Linked DNA regions of Zea mays: region 1 is linked to region 2. Evidence: chromatin contacts called from public Hi-C data. All regions are on one chromosome and are shown on one strand. Each heading gives the region's core, a stretch centred on a gene start, on an enhancer-like site or on the middle of the called end of the contact. The rest is flanking DNA. Distances are from core to core; before and after follow the strand shown.

Region 1 (6,900 bases), core at 2,389-4,888, 210 kb after region 2:
ATGCAAAGCTTCATCTTTTGATTTTAAGAGATACACATAACAAAATCTAGTAGAGTCATCGATAAAAGTAATAAAATATCGCTTGCCTCCTTTAGTCAATATTCCGTTCATCTCACATAAATCGGAATGTATTAAGTCTAGTGGTGCCAAATTCCTCGCCTCCGCAGCCTTGTGAGGCTTGCGAGGTTGCTTAGATTGCACGCACACCTGGCACTTAGAACCTTTGACTAAATCAAATTTCGGGATTAAATTTAAATCTGCTAACCGCGAGACACAACCAAAATTGATATGACAAAGTCGTGAATGCCAAATATACGACTCATTCGAAACAACATTGTTCACAGACTCATTACACGCATCATGCAAAGATAAGCGGAACAAGCCTCCGCTGTCATAGCCTTTTCCAACAAACGTTCCATACTTAGACAGTATACATTTATTAGACTCAAAGACAATTTTGTAGCCATCTCGACACAATTGAGAGCCACTAACTAGATTCTTTTTGATGGAGGGGACATGCTGCACGTTCTTCAATAGCACCGTCTTTCCCGAAGTAAACTTCAGAATGACTGTACCAACACCAAGAACACGCGCATGTGATCCGTTCCCCATCAGCAAGGCTCCAGTCCCTTTGCACTGATAAGAAGAAAATAAAGAAATATCAGCACACACATGAATATTAGCACCGATATCAGCCCACCACTCAGGGGATTGACACACTGAAAGAACAGTAGGTAAAAGATTACCATACCCCGATGTTCCTTCTGCAGTCTCGCTAACAACCATGTTTACTGTTTTCTTCTCTTGAGCTGGTTTTTTCTCTTGCTTAAATTTGCGGTCTGGACAAGCGCTTGCCCAATGATCAGTACTCCCGCAAACAAAGCAACCAGCTCCTTTGTTCTTCTTTTTGAACGAGGCTGCCTGCTTGGGCTTCGTGGCATTCTGTTGCTTGTTCTTTTTTTATTATTATGTGATGCATTGGAGTTCTTCTTTTGTACCATATTGGCACTAGAAGTCTCAACTCCTTTTCCACGAGTGTCTTTTGCTCTCGCCCTCTCCTCAACATCAAGAGAACCAATAAGCTCAGCCACGCTAAACTCTTGTCTCTTATGTTTTAGAGTGGTAGCAAAGTCCGTCCAAGAAGGTGGCAGTTTAGCGATAATACCGCCGGCCACGAACTTGTCAGGCAAGACACATGGGAATTGTTCGAGTTCTTTAGCCAGTGCCTGTATTTCATGAGCCTGTTCAACTACAGGACGGTTTTCCACCATCTTATAGTCAAATAGCTGCTCCATGATGTACAGCTCGCTACCAGCATCAGAAACACCAAACTTCTCATCTAATGCATCCCATAACTCTTTTGCAGATGTGCACGTTAGATAAGAATCAACATACTTGTTGGCAAGAGCGCCAATCACGGCGCCTCGAAACAGGTTATCGACAACGTCGAACATTCTCTCCTCTTCAGGAGTGAACTGTTCGGGTTTCCCCTGTGCGGCGTGATAGCAGTTCATTGCGGTCAACCACAGTATCATCTTACTACGCCATCTCTTGTAAAACGTCCCATCAAAAGGTTCACTTGGTTTTAACGCAGCAGCAAAACCACCAGCGGAAAAATGCCTAATATCAGATTTTTGGATTGTTAGAAAGTTAGGCATTTTTAGTTATAATTTAATCCAGAAAAACAGTGTGATATATGTGATGACATGTATGTGCATGTGTGTATAACTACTCGCATAAGCAGTAAACAGCAATGAAACATGCACAAATACGAAGAACAGAGTGTACCCAGCGGAGGGACTGATGCTCAAGGCATCAGTGGCTCCATTCACACGAGACATCTCGTGTGTTTGTTCGATGTAACCATACGAAGTCGGTGCAGGAAGATGTACGCTGTGCAGTCTCTCGAACGGTCGCCGGGAAGAAGAACAGCAGCACGCGTCAACTCGGGAAGGCGACGAACAGCAAGCTGTGAACGAAGCAGCTGGACAAACAGGTCACGCGAGCAGTCGCGAAGACGCTCCCCAAAAATCTGATCGCCCGCACACCCGTGCAAGTGTATCTCTCTGCGGTCGGTGATTTCGGAGGCCTGCTCTCCCACTCTCTCTGTGCTCGCAGAAGATGGGACGGGAATGTATTGTTTGCAATTCGCGTGAGATAATTCGCATGACTGGAAGAGCCCTCCCTCTCTATTCTTATAGGCGGTCAGAAGGAGGGAGAAGAACAACGGACAGAAACGGTCGCGCATTAGAACTGGAAACTGACGACAGTAACTGACGTCGGTTATCATGACGGTCATCGCTCCAGGCAAAATGCGAAACCGTTTGAAAGGAATATTCGGACCAAGGTCCGATCTACCACGGCCACAGCCACGGCCACGGCCACGGCCACGGGGCCACGGCCCGGCCGGCGGCGGCGGCGCGCGCACGCGCGTGTGGCAGTCCTTCATCCTTTTCTCAACTTCTCAATAGATGCACCAATGGTCCACCTATTTAAGTTGATTGATTTGTCCTTTGAACTTCCAATATGGTACTAAATAATTAGTACACCATAGCATTAAAGTGGGCCATTAGCATTGACTATTATTGAATATTAATTTGGGCCAAGCCCACATTAATCCAACACCAAAGCTACTCACTCACTCAACCAACCACGGACAGTGGCAAGGGCAAGGTCACCGCCATTGTGCTGGTGCTTGTGCACTGATGGCGTGACATCGAACGAAGGAAGCAGAGGGTGAGATTCAGAGAAGGAAAAAGGGGTACTGGCTCAATCTGGGGGTAGGGATTGGGATGGCGGCGGTGTACCTTGAAGAAGATGTTGATGCATAGACCTCAACAAGAATTCCCCCATGCCCTCCGGCCTCCGTGCATCCTCTGGGTTGCGGGTTGCGGAGCCTCCCTGCGCGACGGTGGGTTGCAGCCGCGACATCCAGGCGTCCGTTCCGACGAGCCTCGAGGCGGGGAGCAGCGTATGCGGGTGGGATCGGACGACGGCGGCATAATCGGGGTAGGGGCAGGGGGGCGGAGTTCGTGGCCAGCCAGAACCGGGGGAGGGGAGGCCGGGGGCGACGGTTTCGGGGCGCGATCTAGGAGCGGCACCGTTGTGTGGGATCAGGGAACGAGACTGAAATGTAGGATCGTACGACTGAGATTATAGAATGGTAGACTGGATGGTTGAGATCGCAAAATGGCAGAACGACAGGCTACCCTTACCGCCTTAATAAGTAGTAGAGATGTATATCTCTCATGCAATTATTGCGATTTTTTGCATCCAAAGGTCGAAATAGAAATTTTCTGCATTTTGAAATTATATAGGATTTTAAGTTATATACAAATCTAATCATGCATTTTTTATTTTTGTGTTGTGAGAATAATACATTTAAAAGTGGCCTGAAAGTTGAAATATAATAATGTGACTTTCAGAGATGCTCTTGATCTGACACACACTGACAGCCGTCCAGATCAGACCCATTTTATCCCTCGACCCCGCCTCGAAAGAAATCCATACCGGCCCACTCAGCCCGCGCAGCCCATCCTCCAACCTGTTCCATTCATCTGTAACGGATCAAAGCCCACTTGTCCTTGTCCCTTCTCCCCTCCGGCCTCAGCTTCCCTTCCCCGTCGTCTATCCGCGTCAGTTTCGACTTTCGATTCCCCTCGCCCTCGCCGACGGCCAGACGCCGAACGTCTCGCCCTCTCCCGACGCTCCCCGCCTCCCCCTTGATCCGCCGAGCGCGGCGGCCGCCGCCGCCGCCGAACCCGATCTCCCCCCCTCCCGCGTGACAGGCACGGCCTCCCCTCGGTAAGGATGCCCCGTGCCCATGGTTTGCCCTAATTTCCCGACACGTACCCCGCGATCCCGCTCCCATACGACTTCCCTGCCGCCTTTTTGCGTCCTTCGATCCTTTTCTACGTGTGTTTCTTTTCGTTCATCCAGCGATTGCCGATGTGGAGTGGGATCGTGTTATATGTTCGCTGGAATTTTTCTTTGTTTTCCTGTGTTAGGTCGCGGAGATTTGTGTGCTCGTACCTGCGAAGAATTGATCGTGTGGGATTATATTCTACGGTTCGGTAGTTTCAGCGTCAGCTCTCATATGAAATGTTGCTGCTGTCGTGCTTTGCGCTGATCAGGTTATTCTGGAATGCACTAGTCTAACCAAATAACCCAGTGGTTTATCACACAGATAACCCTTCTACATGTTTAGCGGTGTTTAGAAGAATAGGCATGTTTCCATATTGTGCTGGCACATGGTCTGTTTCCTATTGTAAGGTTGGCCTGACTAATCTCTTAGTATTTAAAATTTCTGCAGTAATTGTGAGAATTGTAGCTACTTAATTTTCGAACGGTTGCCTTCTAGCTTAATATTTCCTGTCGTTTTTAAGTGACCCTTTTATATATTTTTATGAATTTTCTTTTTGCTGATGTGGCTTGATGGTTCTCATCTCTAGCTCTCCCCAACTTGCTTGAGACTAAACAGATTTGTTGTTGTCATGTCATTTGAACTGAATGACAGATATGTAACAACCAACTGATCTATGGATTAACTTGAATATAATGTCTGCCTTTCATTTTCATTGCTGCACTTGTTATATGTTGTTCAAATCGTTTTAATAAAAGGTACTTTTCTTTTTCAAAGGATTCCCTTACTGTACCGACTACTTATAAATGTATCCTTTTTTTCTGTTTCAGGTTGGAAGGGTTTGCTGTATCATGCATTTTTTGTGGATAATCTTCATTTTCTCTTGAGTCACCGATTCTTTTGTTGTCTTCAAAATGTCGGGCTTGCTGAACGTATGTACTTGCACAAGTATACTTGCCATTGGGTTTTCTTGCCACCATTATGTATTCATGTTGAAAGGCAGGCCTGGTGTAGTGGTGAGAGCTGTATCACTGAGTCACTAGGTCATGTGTTTGAAGCAGCCTCCGCATTTGTGGGGGAAGGATTGCTTCGATTTACCCCTTTTTCAGACCCCACTCATGCGGGACCCTCCAGCACTTGGTCTGCCCATTATGTATTTATATTCTTTCCATTTGTTTACCACATTGGGTCTAGAATGGATGTTTTTCTTTGGTGAAAGATAAATTTCTACAACTTTAGTCGTCAGCAGACAAATCTTTTTAGAGATTTCATGCAAGAGTTATATGAATGGAATCATCATCAAAACTACATTGCCAGTTGTCACAACAATATTTGTAATGTTCGATATATGTTACTTATATTAGGTGAAGTCAAATTTGGGCACTGTTAGACAGCCATATTTTTAATGTTTGATATACTCCCTATGTCTTTTTGCCTGTTATGGCATTGTACTGTGGTCCACTTCGGACCTTTCTCTCTTTCAATATAATGATGCACAGTTCTCCTGCGCGTTCGAGAAAAAAAATGTTTGATATACGGTACTTGTATTAGGTGGCAGTAAAGTTTGTGCACTGAGACTGTACCAACAGTTAAATCAGGGAAGATGTATTGTTTTGTTGTGATCTGGTAGGTCATTTGCTTGTTTGTACACTCCTTTTTTTTGTGGACAACAAATGAGTATTACATCTTGAACTCTTTGATGACTATCTCCTACTCAAACGTCTTTAGGGGCCTGCTTATCTCAATATGGTTTGCAGTCTTAACTCAATATTATGTTTATTTTTTACTAACTCATTTTTTCCTTGGCAGTCAAACCTTAATAGTTCGGCATCAAATCTTTCAGACTCAGCTGGAAGGCCATTTACAGCATCCTTTTCGGGTCAATCTGGATCAATTCCAGGTTTTCATCATTCTGGTGAGCATATATATAATACAAAAACTTTTGTTAGTTCATTTATACTACATGGCAGACATTAAGTAAGGTTTGTTTTCCTGACATTTTCAAAGGCTTGCATAACACTCATGGAAGTTACAATCTTCCGAGTATGCCTGGATCACTTGCACAAAGGAATGCTGCCATGAGTGGCCTTCCGTCCTCTGGGGTTCAACAACCTGGAGGTAGCATTCCTGGGAGATTCCCTTCAAACAACCTTCCAGTTGGCATGCCTCAGGTTCTAATGCTCACCTTTATTCATATAGTGCAATTCATTTCCTTATTTGGTGGTAAACATACATGTTCACTTTAATGTCTTATGGGATCCGAGAACCAATTTTTATAATTCAAATGTATGTGTTCTCTGTCTGCACATCCATGTGGAGCAAGATGATTTATTGTGTGGTCCCTTTGCAGATTCCTCATGCACATTCAGGTGTCAGTGGTAGAGGGATGAATTTTGGCGCAGGTCCGGCATTTAGTAGCAGCATGAATATTGGTGGTAACATCCAAGGCTTATCCTCGGGCTTGGGCTCCGGTGGTAATCGCAATTCTGTTCATGGGATGCCAGTATCTTCATCTATAGGAAACTCGGGTCAACGGATAAGTTCTGTAGGAAATATGGTAAGTGCAAGCAATATTGGAAGAAATATAGGCACTGGTGGTTTGTCCGTGCCAAGTATTGCATCACGAATCAATTTGAATGGTAGTGGTGGGAGTGGTAGTCTGAATGTGCAAGGATCCAGTCGAATGATGAATGGATTGCTTCATCAACAAGGTAATTGATTACATGTACCCATAAACAAGTGAAATGTTATATTTTTTAATAGATTTAGCTGGACTCCATGTGCTATGGTTGGCTGGCTTGTTTCTGGTCAGTTGTAGCATCAACTCTTTAACATTTTGAATATGTTGGTTGTCCACTTGCTTCATTTCTTGCTCTAAGATTCAAGCAGAACACCCACTTTTCAACTTTTTTCTTGGCATTAAAATTTGGCGATGAGAAATAAGCAGCCCACTGCTCCATAATCCATATGATGTAATTATCTTTTGTAGCCTTTTGAATCAGCATGTAGGTATTGCTAGTTTTGCTTTGTGGGAATAT
Region 2 (6,700 bases), core at 2,580-5,079:
AAAACCGGACGATCTGCGCCTATGGGCCGGACGGTCCGCGCGCGCAGAACAGATTAGAGTTTCGAGTTTCTTGCTGTGTTTGTTGACGAAATTCACGGAATTAGCTCGAGATTTTGTTTGTAACGGGTCCAGCCCCCCTCCTCTATAAAAACAGAGGAATACGACCGATTTAACCAATCAATCGAACCTTCAATCAATACAATTTATATTTATTCTTAGCAGTAGTTCTAGTCTAGTTCTAGGTTAGTCTTGCAATCCCCAAATTCCACGCTTCTCTTCGACTCTACGTCGATTAGAGGAGTCTAGGTCGGCCTGCCGAGCCTAGACATCCCCTAGGATCTCTCCTCCCGACGGGGTCCCTCCCGAGAGCGAGATCCAGGCGCCGCCGGCGACTTCCGCCGTCCCTGCGCACGCGCGGACCGTCCGGCCGTCAGGCAGGAAACCCTAGCCCTACGCCAGGTCACGGATCGTCCGGCCCCTGGCCGTGGACCGTCCGCGTCTGTGCAGAGAGCACCGCCGCCTATTCTTGTTGAGTGTTTGGCACCCGCAAAAGGTGTCAACAAGATCAAAGTTATGTGTTAGGCACTTAATCACCAAAACACTTAGAAATGACACAATGACATATTTTTCTTTCAGCTAGCGATATGCAACACAAAACAAAATGTTTTCTCATACAGTCGCGGAGCACGGAATGGCCACAGGCTCTGTTCCTAACATGGGTTTAAATTTTCCAGGGGGCGCATGTCTGAAACCATCGCTGAAGTTGCATAACCCTCCACTTGTTCAGACGAATAAGAAGTGGCCTCTCGATCCCAGTCTGATCCATCTGTTCCTTCGTTATTAGTACCCTGACTTCAGCTCCCACCTGCATCATACATTTAGAGAACCAAAACAAAAGCATCGGTTAGTGAGATGGTGGGTCAATAAGCAGCTAGCAAAGATGCGTATGATGCACATATAAAACCGTATCGATCTATTTAGATATAACACTCTCTTTTCTTTTTTAAAAAACATATCCACCACCACCACCTTTCACCGGTTTTATCGTGCTTAGAGAGTGATATTGATACAACTTTGGGAACAACATGAGACGTTAGATTAAAATGAACGAGCACAATTTTATCTATGCACCTTGTGCACCAGTGTTATGTGCCCTGAATACGTTCCCAATAACTAATTTAATCCCAACCTGCAGCAATTCAACATAAAAACGCCAGTTCCATTGTTACGGTCTAGATATATGTCGTGCATGCACGTTGTGCGTTTCGATTGGAGAGTGGTCATCTTGGAATCGTAATTTGGCTTAGAATCATCTGCAAGAGTATAACCGAATCAGCAATTGACCATACACTATATAACCCTGTTTGATGGATGAATTGGCCCTCGCGCTTGGGCAACTCATTACGTGCCGTTTGGATCTTTAGAATTAAATTTCACTATAATAATAATAATTTAGGTGAAAATCAATTGACAATATGTGAAACATATTTATGTGCTATATTTTTACTATAAAGGAGTGAACCAAATAGCGTCATATAATTTATAGAGAAGAAATATATTCTGTTGATACCTAAAATTATTTCTCATACTCCACGCCATAAATTTAAGATAGACTTATATCTGAGCTTTGGAAAATGGTGAAATGTTAAATTCTAAGTTAAATAGATTACTTTATTAAGTAAATTTCAATTCCTCTAACGAGGAATTGAAATTTACTTAATAAAATAATCTATTTAGCTTAGAATTTGACATTTCACCGCTTTCCAAAGATCAGATATAAGTCTATCTCAAATTTATGTGGTAGAGTATGAAAAATGATTTTATGTATCAACAAAATATATTTCTACTCGGCACGCTCTTCGGTTCATTCCTCTATAGAAAAAATATAGCACATAAATATCTCTCATATATTGCTACAATAGTATTTAAAATATATTTCACATAAAACCATATTAACTTAATTGATTATTTCCTAAATTATTACTGTTAGAATGGAATAAGGATCCAAACGTGATGTAAAATGAATAAATCCAAAAGGCCCTTACGGAATTGAAGGCAAGCAACGAAATCACATTGACTCCATTGAAGATAGAGATGGTAATAGGGACCCGATCTCCGATTCATCACAAGGAATTTTTCTATTGGAGGATGGATATGTTAGTAATTTAGTCTTCTCGGTATCTGAATGGGGAAAATTTAATCCTCATCAGGTTCGTCGTGGGGTTTTCCACGGGGATAAATTTCCCGATAGCGACGGTGATGAAAGAAAAAGCTCCCTGTGAGAGTTCGCGCAAACAAAAACGGATTGCCATAGTTGATTGAGGATACGCGCGTACGGTGTACCGTGTACGTACCGTTTGGCCCATGACCGTTGACGAAAACTCCTGGTGGCAGCTCCCAGGCACTAACGTAGCGGGAGTTCTGCAACGTGAGGTCCGCGTATGTGGAGTCTACTACGTCTACCAAGTATTGCAGGTGGTGCAAGACCTTCCTGGCGTATCTGTCCACTGCGAAGAGCGTCGTGCCCTGGAAGAAGTAGATGATGTTGGCGTTGTTGGGGTCGATGAGGGCGAGCGAAGGCACCACGCCCCGGGGCAGACCGGCGTCGGCGTAGCTGCGGTAGCTCCAAATGTCGAGGAAGGTCGCCGTGTACTCGTGTACCCAGTGATGCTGGCCCTCTTGGCTGACGAGCGTGAACATGCGGACCTGGGGGTTCGACGGGGGCTGGTAGTTGGTAGTAAGCATACCGCTGGGGGCTCCTTGGATCTCCACGTATCGCAGCTTGCCCTGGCTGGGCCTGATGAAGCGTTGATGGGCCATGAGCCCTGAGCGGGAGATAAAGCGGAGGCCATGGGCCATGAGCTCTGGCTGGGCCATGAGCATGGAGCCGACCGGGAGCGGGATAAAGCGGAGGTGCAGGTTGTCGTCTGCGGCGAAAGGGTCGCAGACGAGCATGCCGTAGGAGACGTCGATCCACCAGAGGAGGCCGCCGTGGGCGAGAACGCCGTGGGCGCCCCAGCGAGGGTGCTCCTCGGCGGAGGCCAGCGGCCTGGCAGTCCACTGGTCGGTGACGGTGGAGTAGCATAGCAGGGTCTTGTGGAGGGTCGTCCAGGTGGGGTGGAGCTGGGCCACCATGTAATGTCCATCGTGTCGCTGATCGGCGATGAGACCAATGCTCTGTCGCCGGATGATGTTGACGCCGAGGTGGGCGGGGACGTCGGGGAGGCGGACGACGGTGCGGGCGCGGGCGTTGCCGAGGAAGAAGGCCGGGTTCGAGACGCCCTCGGCTTGGATAGCCAGGAAGAGGAGGCAGTTGGAGCAGGCGGACAAGACGCAGGGTTGGTAGCCTGAATACCTGTAGTGCGCGACGATGCGCTCGGGCAGGACCAGATAGGAGGCGCCGACCAGCGGGGGCTGGAGGTCGAGAAAGATGTCGGAGGCACCGGGCGCGAGCATCCGTGCCCGCTCGTCGTTGGCGCCGATGACGACGATGGCGGAGGAGAGTGCTACCCAAGGGCAGTCCAGGAACTCGACCACCTCGTCGCGCTCCGGTTGCTCGCCAGCTCGAGACGACTCCCCCGCTGTGAACGACGACGTGGCTGACATGGCGCGGGGTGCGCTCTGCCTGCCTGGCCGGCGGTGGGATTGGGGCTGCGGCTTTGGAGGGTGGCGAGTTGGTTGGTTTGGTTCGTTTCGTTTCGATCCGAATCGCTGCTGGTTGGTTCGAGGGGAATGGGAGGAAGAAGGCGAGTGAGCTGGCAGGCAGGGAGGCTTGAGGAGCAAGTCGGTTGCGGGCGTTTCATACAAAAAATCTAATGTAAAGTGTTTCTAAACTCTTATGCCCTGTTTGGTTCCCTTCTTATATGAGCTAAGTTATACTTGGGCAGCCAAGCTCCAAGTAGCCAGGTTAAGTACTTAAGTGCATGCATACGGGCGATGTTTGGTTAACGTATGCACGAAACCTGGTTGCTCGAAGATTTTGTTTGGTTAGCTTCATGCAGGCATCTTCTTACACTCACAGAGTCACTGACATGTCCGATCTACGCGTTTGTTGCGCTCGCGTGAGCCTTGCCACGTAGAAACGAAGAATTTTGCCGCATGAGTAGAGCCTGGCTTATAAGGAAATCCTGCACCGCGTGGGATAGGCCCTAACCTCCATCCAAGCAACCAAACGCTTAGTAGTTGTATCTGTGGAGCATGATGCCGATATATGCAGGTAACCAAACGTCTCCTTAAACTCTTGGCCGTTTCATCTAAAAACCCATTGACTCGTCACATCTTTCTGGTGTGTTTGCTTTAGAGGGCATCCCATTGATTTTTCTGACTAAAGCTTAATATGTGTCGTATTAAATGTTTGAGTATTAAATATAATATAATTATATAGGTAAAGACTAAATGACAGGCTAACTTTATTAAACTAATTAATTTATAATTAACAAATGTATATTACAACATCACGTGATTGAATTATAGACTAATTAGTCTTAAAGACTTATCTTACCTTTTTTAACACCCTAGAGTACAATCTTGTGAAAATAAGAAAAAATCCACAAAGATTTTAAAACAAAACACTCTACCGGGAGAATATTCGTACTTCGAAGTCACCCACTGCTCCCAAAATGTATGTATTTTCTAAATAAAGGACTAAAATAAAAGATACCTAGATGAAATAAATTACCCTTGGGTAGATTATATAGAAGAATTATAATAATTCTTAAGATATAATCTACAATAGAAATTATATCTCCCTAAAATTAATAGGGTGTGAACTATTCACTACTACATGAATTGAAGCATGTATAAAGGAACTAAAATAAACACAAATATATAAAGTATATTTTTGCATTCATGCTAGGGAGTTTAAACTATACATTTCAAATGAGTTTGAAATCCAAAAATTCATTTGAAACTTAATTTGAAAATGGAAACATGACATAGAAATCATAAAGGAAACACAGAAAATAAAAAGAGTCATATCGGGTTTCCCGTTTTTGGACCATCTGGACTTCACTGTCGCGTGGCCCAGTCACCCGATGCTGGGGGGCTGCCAGGTGGGGCCATCTCATCAGCTGGCCCAGCCCCGTGCTACAATCCTCGTGCGTCCCGTGCAGCTGGCACTGGGGCCCACCTATCATCCCTTGCGTCATCGCGGCAACAAACCACGTGTGGACCACGGCGACACCCCCCTCCTTTTTCGTCGGCGCCGTTGCTAATCGGACTCGCATGGTTGGGGCTATAAGCCAAGCGCAGTGCACCTTTCCTTTCCCGTTGGTTCATCTCTCCAGACCTTTATCTGCCACTGACGAGGGAGGAGAACTCGAGCCGCCATACAATGGGGAAGTGCAGTCGTGGGGGACCGCTTGAATCGACGCTTCCCCGTCCTCAGCTGGGTGCCCAGGGGAGTCGCCAGGACGCGGGCAAACCTTGGACGCCACTAATTCAACGAGTTATCGATGGGGGTGTGTGGAATTGCTCACCGGAGCAAGCTCTCCGTCGCCGAACAACCATTCGCTGTGTGCAGCACACGCTAGCGTCCGACTCCTGGTAATGACTTGCCCTCCCAATCCATGTTTACCTCCGCATCGTGTAGAGTCGAGACGATTTGTGATTCACGCTCCAGAACACCGGGGCTCGGCTCACCGGCGTTCTCTGTCGCGAGGGGGGGAGTTGCGCCTGATTCTAGTCGGGAGGAAGGAGATGACACCCCAGACGTAGGATCGAGATCATGTGGTGGGGATTTGTTCGCGGGATAACGCTTGGGGAATTAAATCTTGGTCGGTGATCAGTGATCCGAGGGCTTGGGGATGGCACTGGCATGGTCGGATTTCGGCCGTCGATCTCTGATCCGAGGGTCAGGGTTGCATACCGATTCAGTATAGGCGCGATCTAATCCTGTCCCTCGAATCTGATCGGGTGGCTAGAATCGGCCTGTACCCTTTCGCCGAGGCGTGTTTGTAAAAGACCCCCGCGGAATCTCATAACTAACCTGCCATCCACCGAAGGCATAAGACTATTACGGTTAGGTCCATATTTTTACGGAATAAAACCCGAAGACTTAAGAAATAATATTTGTAGTACATACGGTTCAGAAACTAATAAAAGAAAATATGGAAATCGAGTTTCAAGTATAAAGTAATTCCCAAATCTTAGAAAATTCATATGTTGTTCATTTTAACTCCGATTAGATCCGTTCAAGTTTCGTTAGCTTCGTAATAACATTGTCTATGCAATAACAACATTAGTCTTATCATAACACATATTATTATAAATGGATATTGATTAAATCTCTATGTTTAGTGGATTAAGCTTGCTAATTAAATATAACATATCTATTATTATAATCCGATTAAAATAAGGCTATCTCCAGCAACCTACTTATTTTCATATCCTATTTTAAACTCAACTAAGTAAAAAGCACAAAATCCCGTGAAGGGGTATAATGCACAAGACATGTTCAGTGTAGCACCGGTCAAAGCATCGGATGTTCAAGCTTTAAACGATCAGCATCGACTAGATGTTATAAGTGCATCGAACATGTCTGGTTAGTATGACGGGTGTCGTGATGATGAGCATGAAGGATGTCATAAGTGCATAGAACGAAATCAACGATTCAGCAACGACCCAGGTCAAGGATATGTACTACAAGATGAGAAGCATAAAGGATGTCGCGATGATGTTCGTGAGAGGTCTAGGTCGTCAT

Evidence for each region. Hi-C and Micro-C count contacts between places; a contact is called where the count stands out from the background.
Region 1: a contact with region 2 is called in a Hi-C map of ear, with 4 times the contacts expected there. The contact joins the promoter of LOC100381661 here to the promoter of LOC100191854 in region 2. A contact is called at or near these places in 4 of 25 Hi-C or Micro-C datasets (ear, leaf and tassel).

What each region holds. Positions count from the first base shown.
Region 1 is chr4:181,518,083-181,524,982 of Zm-B73-REFERENCE-NAM-5.0, forward strand. LOC100381661 reads left to right here and starts at 3,639. Exons shown (of 15, transcript NM_001318231.1): 1 at 3,639-3,804; 2 at 4,693-4,794; 3 at 5,672-5,777; 4 at 5,870-6,033; 5 at 6,213-6,573. The coding sequence starts at 4,777.
Region 2 is chr4:181,306,947-181,313,646 of Zm-B73-REFERENCE-NAM-5.0, forward strand. LOC100191854 reads right to left here and starts at 3,830. Exons shown (of 2, transcript NM_001137278.2): 1 at 2,355-3,830; 2 at 574-865. The coding sequence starts at 3,606. The coding sequence ends at 855.